Regions from separate parts of the Gossypium hirsutum genome. Here region 1 is linked to region 2. The links are chromatin contacts, called in public Hi-C maps. All regions are on one chromosome and are shown on one strand. The core of a region is the stretch at or near the end of the contact, and the rest is flanking DNA. Distances in the headings are between cores, read along the strand shown.

What was found. A called contact is a pair of places that touch in the nucleus more often than the background predicts.
Region 1: a Hi-C map of leaf shows a contact between it and region 2, with 2.0 times the contacts expected there. The contact joins the promoter of LOC107910713 here to the enhancer-like site in region 2. A contact is called at or near these places in 6 of 34 Hi-C or Micro-C datasets (callus and leaf).

Annotation. Positions count from the first base shown.
Region 1 is chrD02:22,652,259-22,656,261 of Gossypium_hirsutum_v2.1, forward strand. LOC107910713 (zinc finger CCCH domain-containing protein 6) reads left to right here and starts at 2,142. Exons shown (of 4, transcript XM_016838678.2): 1 at 2,142-2,682; 2 at 3,700-3,909. The coding sequence starts at 2,623.
Region 2 is chrD02:22,547,477-22,551,616 of Gossypium_hirsutum_v2.1, forward strand. It overlaps the pseudogene LOC107910714. Among protein-coding and RNA genes, the nearest start is that of LOC121214710, 5.5 kb to the left of the region's middle. Within about 2 kb of position 2,540, at least 4 of the 9 cell types and tissues checked have an H3K27ac peak or open chromatin away from gene starts, as enhancers often do. A contact at or near this core is called in leaf, where this site is marked.

The DNA.
Region 1 (4,003 bases), core at 892-3,391, 100 kb after region 2:
GTTTTTATATGCTTTTATTTCATTTTCAGTTTTTATTTGCTTAGGTTTAGTTTTGGTAAAATAAGTGTTTTACCCAGTTTTTAGTGTTTTGATGACTCGTAAGGCGAACTCGAGCCTCGGGTATGACTAATGGGTTATTTGAGTATGTAGGGCAGCAATTTGGGCTTAAGTATGCAAGGAATAATGGTCATGTCACGACATCAACATTCGACGTCGCAACATTGAACTTAGAAGCATCAAAGGCTAAAAATAGGGTTCATGTCATGGCATCATCATGACAAATTGCTGACATCAGTAGCCACGTGATCAAAATTTTAAAACTATATATATTTTGTTTATTATTTATTAAACCTGTATTTTCTTTATTAAACTAGAGGTATTTTAGGAATAAATTGCCTTAATGTTGCCCTAGATTTTGCTTATGTATACACTATTATAATCTCATTAGGAGGGTTGGTTGTTGATAGCTAGACAATTAAATAGTTTTTATTTTTTCTTTGTATTTTTATTTATGTTTGCTTAGTCGTAATTCTTCCTGTTCCGATCTGAAGACGGTTGCGAGCGGGGATTGCTCCGACACCGCACCTCAATTAATTATCAATGAGAAATTTATCTATTTATATTTTGTTTCTCTGACCAATTAACGTTTGTATGAATATTAGAATAAATCTTGTGCTTATTTCATATCTAGCATGTTTTAGTTATGAATTTGATTTATTAATTACGTAATTATTTATCTAAAATTGAGTGTTTATTCAATAGTACTTAGTATATTAGGGAGTGACACCCCTAATAGAATATCTAGACAGGTGAGACCGAGAGGGTATCCTGTCGAGTATACTTGTGCTAAGCGGTGAGATCAAGAGAGTATATGTAAGCCTAGGAAGAGACCAAAAGGGTGACTTAGGTGGTAATCCTTAGTAAAGATGAGACTGAGAGGGTATTCTTACCTACGGATGGTAAACAACTCAACCGAGGGTAATTAGCGACTTAATTGATAATTGGTTATTTAATCGAAAATAGACTGGGAACTCAAATCGTCGACACTAGGAATAGGAGATTCCATTAAGCTATTTTAAACTACTTAATTTAATTAGGTTATTTTAGTTTAATTAATTTAATTACTTTAATTCATATTTTAATTTTGGATTCACATTTTAATTTTGGATTCACATTACTAACTTGTAAATTGATTATATTAATAATTATTTTTAGTAATTAATTTAATAATAAATTTCGTCAATCTGCAATCCCTTGAATACGATTCTCATCTCTTCCATGAAATTCCCAACAATTCTCATATCAAATCCAAAGGTTAGGATTTATTTTCCCATCAATTGACCATGATCCAATGGTTCCTTTCACTCTTTACTTTCAACTTTGATCCAATGGCTCCTAATTAAACATGGAAACTTTGATCGAGTGGCTAATATTGGTCCCTACACATTTTCTCAGTGCTTTTTCCCATTTTGCCATTAGTAAGGTCCAGATTAAAACACATGAAATTGATCTAATAGCTCTCATTCCAATTAATAAATTCACAATATAACATCTCATGGTTTATTATTCTTCGAGGTCCTTCAACATTTTACCTCTTTATGACCATGACTAATTTACAAGCTTAGACTATTTTCCCATCTAGTCCATCACTTTATTATCCAACTTCAAATTAATCCATACTTATCAAATTTGATTTGAATTGTTTAGAATTTTTTTTAAATTTTTTAAAGAATTCATATTTACAAATTTATAAAAATATTTTTTTATAATTTTATAAAATAAATTATGATTTTTAGATTTTTTAAATAATTTTTTGACATATTTAGATTTTTTAAAATTATCATTAATTTTTTAAAATATCAAATTGATCTTTTAATTTTAATTAAGAGATCAAATTAGTTATCAATCTTTGAGTCTTATTTCATCAAAGGGTTAACGAGCATAATATAAGTTTTGATAAACATAAACTTAAGCTTAATTTAAGGAGTATTTGTGGAATTTACCCAAATGAAACTGAGTCAGAATATGAACATTTCAGCTCAAAAGTCCAATTCGTTTTAATCGCACTTGCATTTACAGCGCGTGTAAATACAACACGAGCAATCCAAATCATCCTTCCACTTCCACGCGTTCTATAGATTGCGTTCGTCATCCATAGCACAGAACAGAAGCCCAGAAAGAAAGAGAGAGAGATTTATTTTTTCCTAAAAAAAAAAGAGAAATATATTTAACAGAGAAACGCGGAAAATAAATCAGATAGAAAAACGGGGAAAGGACAAAAAGGAAAAACCGTTCTAGGGTTGCCTTGAATCTCTCTCTTTCCAGATATTAGATAATTAGAAATAGATATGTAGGGCTTTTCAATCGATTCCTTCTTTATTTTCTTACAATTAGGGTTTTCGAAAGAGGTAAGTTGATTTAACTGCTGGGTCTCATTTTCTTTTCTTATCTTTCTTGGGACAGTGGTGTTGGAGTTTGGGTTTTAATCGACCCAACCCTAAAATCGGTGCTTTTGGGAATTGGACTTTTAACATTTTACCGAGAATCGAAGCTGGAAAAGGATCATTTTTTTAGCGACTCTTTCTTAACACAATATATTGTATTTTTTTACGATCTGTAAATATGCGAGGAGTGCACAAATCAAAAAGGGTTACTTGGGCATCAGACGTTAACCTTTGTCAGGTAAAATTGCAATTTTAGTTTGGAAGTTCCTGAATTTTGAGGTTCCTTTCAGGTGAAATTACAGAAAAGAAAAAGGGGGTGCAAAATTTTAAGTGAACCAAATATGATGGAGAATGAAGCTATGTGAATCCTTCATGTTCTGCTGTTTTTGGCTTCCTTTTTCCTTTCATAAATATATTTTATTTATTACTCTGTCCCTTTAATTGCATCTGAACCTTTCTGGTAGTCAAGTTAGTTTAGGTTTGGTATTCTTGTAATGCATGATTTCGAATGAGTTTTTAGTTTTGTTGATGCCATTGTTGTGTTAAGCCTTTTAGGGTCTTAAATGATGGCCTGTTCTTGTTTTTGTTTGTTTTTTTCTTCTTTTTCAGTGGAATTTATGGCTTATTTTGTTTTGCATCTTACTGTTATGGGAATAAATCTACTAGTGGAGTTTGGAAGTTTTTCATGCTAGTTAGACACAGAAATGAGAGAATGGAAATGATAAAAGACATAGATTTTTAAACTTATTCAAAAATGCTAACGATGATAAAAATATACCAGTGATTGCATCCTTGCCTTGGCTTGTCTTTTATTGATGTTTCCTTTCATATAATGTTCATCTTTGCAGAACACGATAAGTTTACCACAATACAGTTGTAAAATCTCCTTGGAGTTTGATTAGTATGAGTGTGTAATGTTTCTTATATTGCTATAGTTCTGAAGTCTTGACTTTATGTTTCTGCTTGTAGTTGTTTACCCAACCTAGTTTTGTAGCTCATACTAGATTTTAGTATAGGAGAAGTACTAGGTTAAGCATCTCAAATTCAACTTGAGATTTTATTACTCAGCTAAGGCTTAATGAGATGTTTATACAAGCTTTAATATATGTATTTATATATTGCATTTCCCTGTTTGAACAAGCTCTCTTCAGTTGCTAGATGGTGTTTGTACGGTGAAATGATGTTTGAGCAAATTCACAACCCTGTTTTGTTGAAAATGATAAACAGAAAATATAATTGCTTCTCCTCTTAACAGATAAGGTTGTTTCTATCAGAGGAATCACCTTCACAAGTTGGGGTGGGTGGTCAAGATCACCTCCAAGCAAAAACCTCGTTGGTATCACATATAAATGGGGCTACTGGGGATGACTTTCTGCCTCCGGGATTTGAAGGAGCTCATTCTACAAGTCATCCGCAGATTAACTTGCTTGAAATTGCTACCATTAAATGGAGATGTCCTCTAAGGGTAACAATTCTAAAGACTTCTTTTCTGCGTTTTAGTTTGATTTGTGATTATTGCTCCCAGCATTTACCTCAAAGCTGAACATACGTCTTCACAG
Region 2 (4,140 bases), core at 1,290-3,789:
ATTTGTTATGTGTTAGTGATGGAATCAGATTCGAAAACTTCCATTTCTTGACTTGCAGTGAGGGAATGGAGAATTCTTAATGAGATTGATTAGCTGATCGGGTACATTAAGCAACTGCAATTCTTTCACTAAAAATATCATAGAAGTTGAATTCTATATTAGGAGACAAATTACATTTTGTTCTTTTTATTTTAAAAAAATTCTTATACATTAAATCGAAGATTAAATGGATTTTTTTATTAAAAATTTTATCCATTTCAACTGTTAAAAATTAACATGACTAATAAAATAATCAAATAGTTATGTGACATACTATATGTACCACATTATAATGTACATAGATAAGTTTTTAACAGTAAAAATAGATGTAAATTTTAACAAAAATGATCAATTTACAATATATATTATAAATTAATTTATCTATCTTTTAAATAAAGAAAACAAAATACAATTTAATTTCATAATAATTTTACCCAATTCCAATTCCCTCGCATAAATGGGGATCGAGTGATCAACAATGCTTGTGTGTATGTATATTTGTTTGCTTTTTGATGTTTCTACTTGATTCAGATACAGTGTAGTATGCACCCCTTGTTTCAAGCTTTTCTTTATTAATAAATAATTTTATTCTCTTAGAGAAAAAGAAAGCGGGTAAGTAAGGGTAGTCCCCATTGGTGCATCAAACCATGTGCCTCTTCCTCTCCACTAATTGGCTATCCATCCATCGTTGCACTATTTAATTACGTCTAATAATTTTTATCACCACCCCATGTTTTGTAGTTTTCCATTATTATTTGCAAACCACAAAAGGTAATTTCATTAAGCAATTTAACTAGCGTTCGTCAATAAAATAGTACGAAGCTCGTTTAGATAACCACATCAAAACAAGCCTCATCTACATTTGATAAACCCATAATGCCGTTAAGTGATTGCCATCGCACCACTCTCGATTGCTTTGGTAACATTGGTTGATTGAGCAGATTATGGGATGAAAAAGCTCCTAGCATGGTTAATGGTATATGTGGTGGGGTGAGTCTTCCATGCAACATCTCATTGATTTTGAATAACGGGTTCAAGTATCGTGGATGAAAAAAATAATGATGAGAGAGTTTGTCTTTATTTAAATATCTGGTTTAACTCAATTTTGAATTTAATCCAAGTAATAGGAGTATAAAAAAAACTATTATTTTCAGAGTCTAATCACAGATATTATCACTAAGCTATATAACTTCCATGTGCTTTTATTTATTTATTTATTTTTTATTATATGCCGAAATGAAAGATATTCCTCACTTTGATTGCTTTAGATATATAGACCACATACAAAGTTACAAAGAAACCCCATCATTATTGAGCCAAAATTTGCATGCCCGTGAACTTTAGAATCACAACCAGCCCCGTGATTACACAATTTCTAGACAAAAAACCATCGTTTTACTTGTCCGACTTCTCTCGTTTGTATCCATCTTCTGATCCAACACAACTTAGTAGTTTATAACTTTCTCTCCAACATCCACACATGAATGGCATATAAAAATGACATTAATTAACCCATTTTAATCTATCCCAATTGGCCCATATAGATCTTGTATGTTACCGGGAAAAATCGGAGCTATGCAACACGACCAGGTGGATAATAAGAGGTAAATGACCAACCCCACAGTGTTCATTATTATTTGAGCTAAAAGTAACTTGTCAAAGCCATTGGGTATATATCATAATTTGACCATATATAATGAATAAAAGAACCAAACATATCTATGTCACATTTCTTAATAATAACAAGTATATAGACCAGCAAGGAATCAAACTAATCTTTAACGACCATGCAAATTAGCAGAGCATTTGTTTTTGGATATTTGAAAGAAATCGAAGAATCTTTTTGTCTTCTTTACTGCAACTTGACCCAAATTCCCATGCTGGGAATGTCTTGATGGACCACAAATAAAAGATAAAACCCTGCTGGCGCAAGATTACCCGATCTTGGCGTCCTTACCTCAATGTTATACCTTGATTCCCCCAAAGCTGTTATTTTGTCATTTCCAAGTACAAGCAACCTTTGATTCATAGAGAATGAATGTGTATTGAAAGCTGGTGCCACCATTGTTATCCACACTAATTTTTCTTCTACTTTACCCCTAATCTCCATTTCAAGTGTTAGCGTTTTCCCGTAGCTGATTCCCGACATTGAGTTTGGACCAACGATTGTTGGTCGCAAATTGTTGAATTTAGCCTCCAAATACGGCGGACAGAATGCCTCTAATCTTAGTTCAGTAGGGAATAGAACACTTGTAAAATTGTAATAAGTATGAGGATTGCTTCCACCAACTAAAACTCTGCCATCACGAAGTAATGCTGCTGTGGAGTGATACATCCGTGGAATCTTGGTCGGGGTATGTGTTTCGAAACGTGTTCCGATTTTGTTATCCGTCCGGTATAAAACCGGATTTAAAACCGGGTTCCGACCAAATTCCCAACCAGCTGACCCTGACCCGGCCCCATTAATGAGCAAAACGTTGCCGTTTGGAAGCAATATCATGTCACCCATAACTCTAGCTAGTGGCATAGTCTCGATGACCCATTTTGGGTTGGGGTCGGTTATTATGATCCTGGCGCAAGGCTTCAAGGCTCCAATGAACTCACCTTGTGTGGCTTGGGAATAAGATCCTTTAGGAGCACCTCCACACACCAAAACTTCAGCTTGAATAGCTGATGCTTTCAAGTTCTTCAATGGAAGCAAGACAGCCGAACCAGTGCTTGGATAGCTTCTAGGATCGCCACCTGGAATTGTCGGATACCTCTTGACAACTTTATTTTTCACGTAATCAAGCAAAATGGCTCGATTGTTAGCGAAAACAAATAAGTTTCCATCAACATTAAGGAAAACAAAAGGGTAGAGATTGTTCTCGACTTCTCGATCATTGGTTTCAAACAAGAAAGGCAAATCGAACGTGTTGGCCGCTATGTTTTTAGGAACAAACTCGTAGTTAAATTGCTTTCGACCGCCGACAATGATTTGTCTTCCATCTGGCAAGATATGGTTGGTCGAATACCATCTTCTGGCTGCCAACCCGTTATTTGATTCTTGCCAATCGCATGAACTGCACGGGCTAAAGACCCTCACTTTACGTTCACCGTCATTGAAGCCACCGGTTTGGACTAGATCACCATTGGGCGTGACGGCACCGGAAGAGCACCAGACGTCGGTTTGGACCATAAGTGGCCTGAACTTATTCGATCAAACATCGTACTCAATTGAATGCGCCGTGCAATCCTGTTTGAGAGCAGTGTCATTCAAGTCAAAACGGCATTTCCCTTTCGGTAGTGGCAGATTTGATGGCCCAAAATCAGTTCTATCAAAGGCAACGACACGGTCATTGCTAAGGAGTTGCATGTGCATGGCGGAGATGCCGATGCTTTTTTGCAGGAGTTGCCACCTTCCGCCAGCTGCGGCGGAGGTGAGGATGCGTTGACATGGGTGTGAGGTACAGAGGAGTTGAAACAATAAGACTGACAAAATAAATGTTAATGATGACATGTTTGATTGGGAGGTGAGGATACGTTTCTTTCCTATCGCTGTTTGTTCTGTCCTATTTATAAAATTAATCCCTCGAACACGTTTTACTCATAGATGTAATTTAATAAGATTAATCGCTTAAAGATTATGGTATGTGATTGCAATGCAATTTGTTATATAGATTATCATACGACTTCATTATGAAAATATTCAAATTTACTTATTTCAAATGGATATGGACTTTAATTTGATTAATTGTATGCATTTATATATATAAATTTATTTTTAGGTGGGATATTCGAATTATTTGTATATGTGATATGTGATGTTATTATAAGTTATTTATGAAAATTTAATCAAATCAAAATATTATTTATACAATTGTATAAAATTAAAGTTTATATATCATATTGTATATTAAATCAAATTTCATGTCTAATTCAACAGATAAAAGGAAAATAAAATGAATTAATATTTTTTTTCAGTTTGTATAGATTAAATAAAATTAATCTTCATTTTTATCTTTTGGTGAACACATCATTAGATAAAGTTAATATTTTTAGTTAATTTTATCAGAGGATTTAATTTCACTCATTGATTTCTTTCTTTAAGCCGTCTAAGAA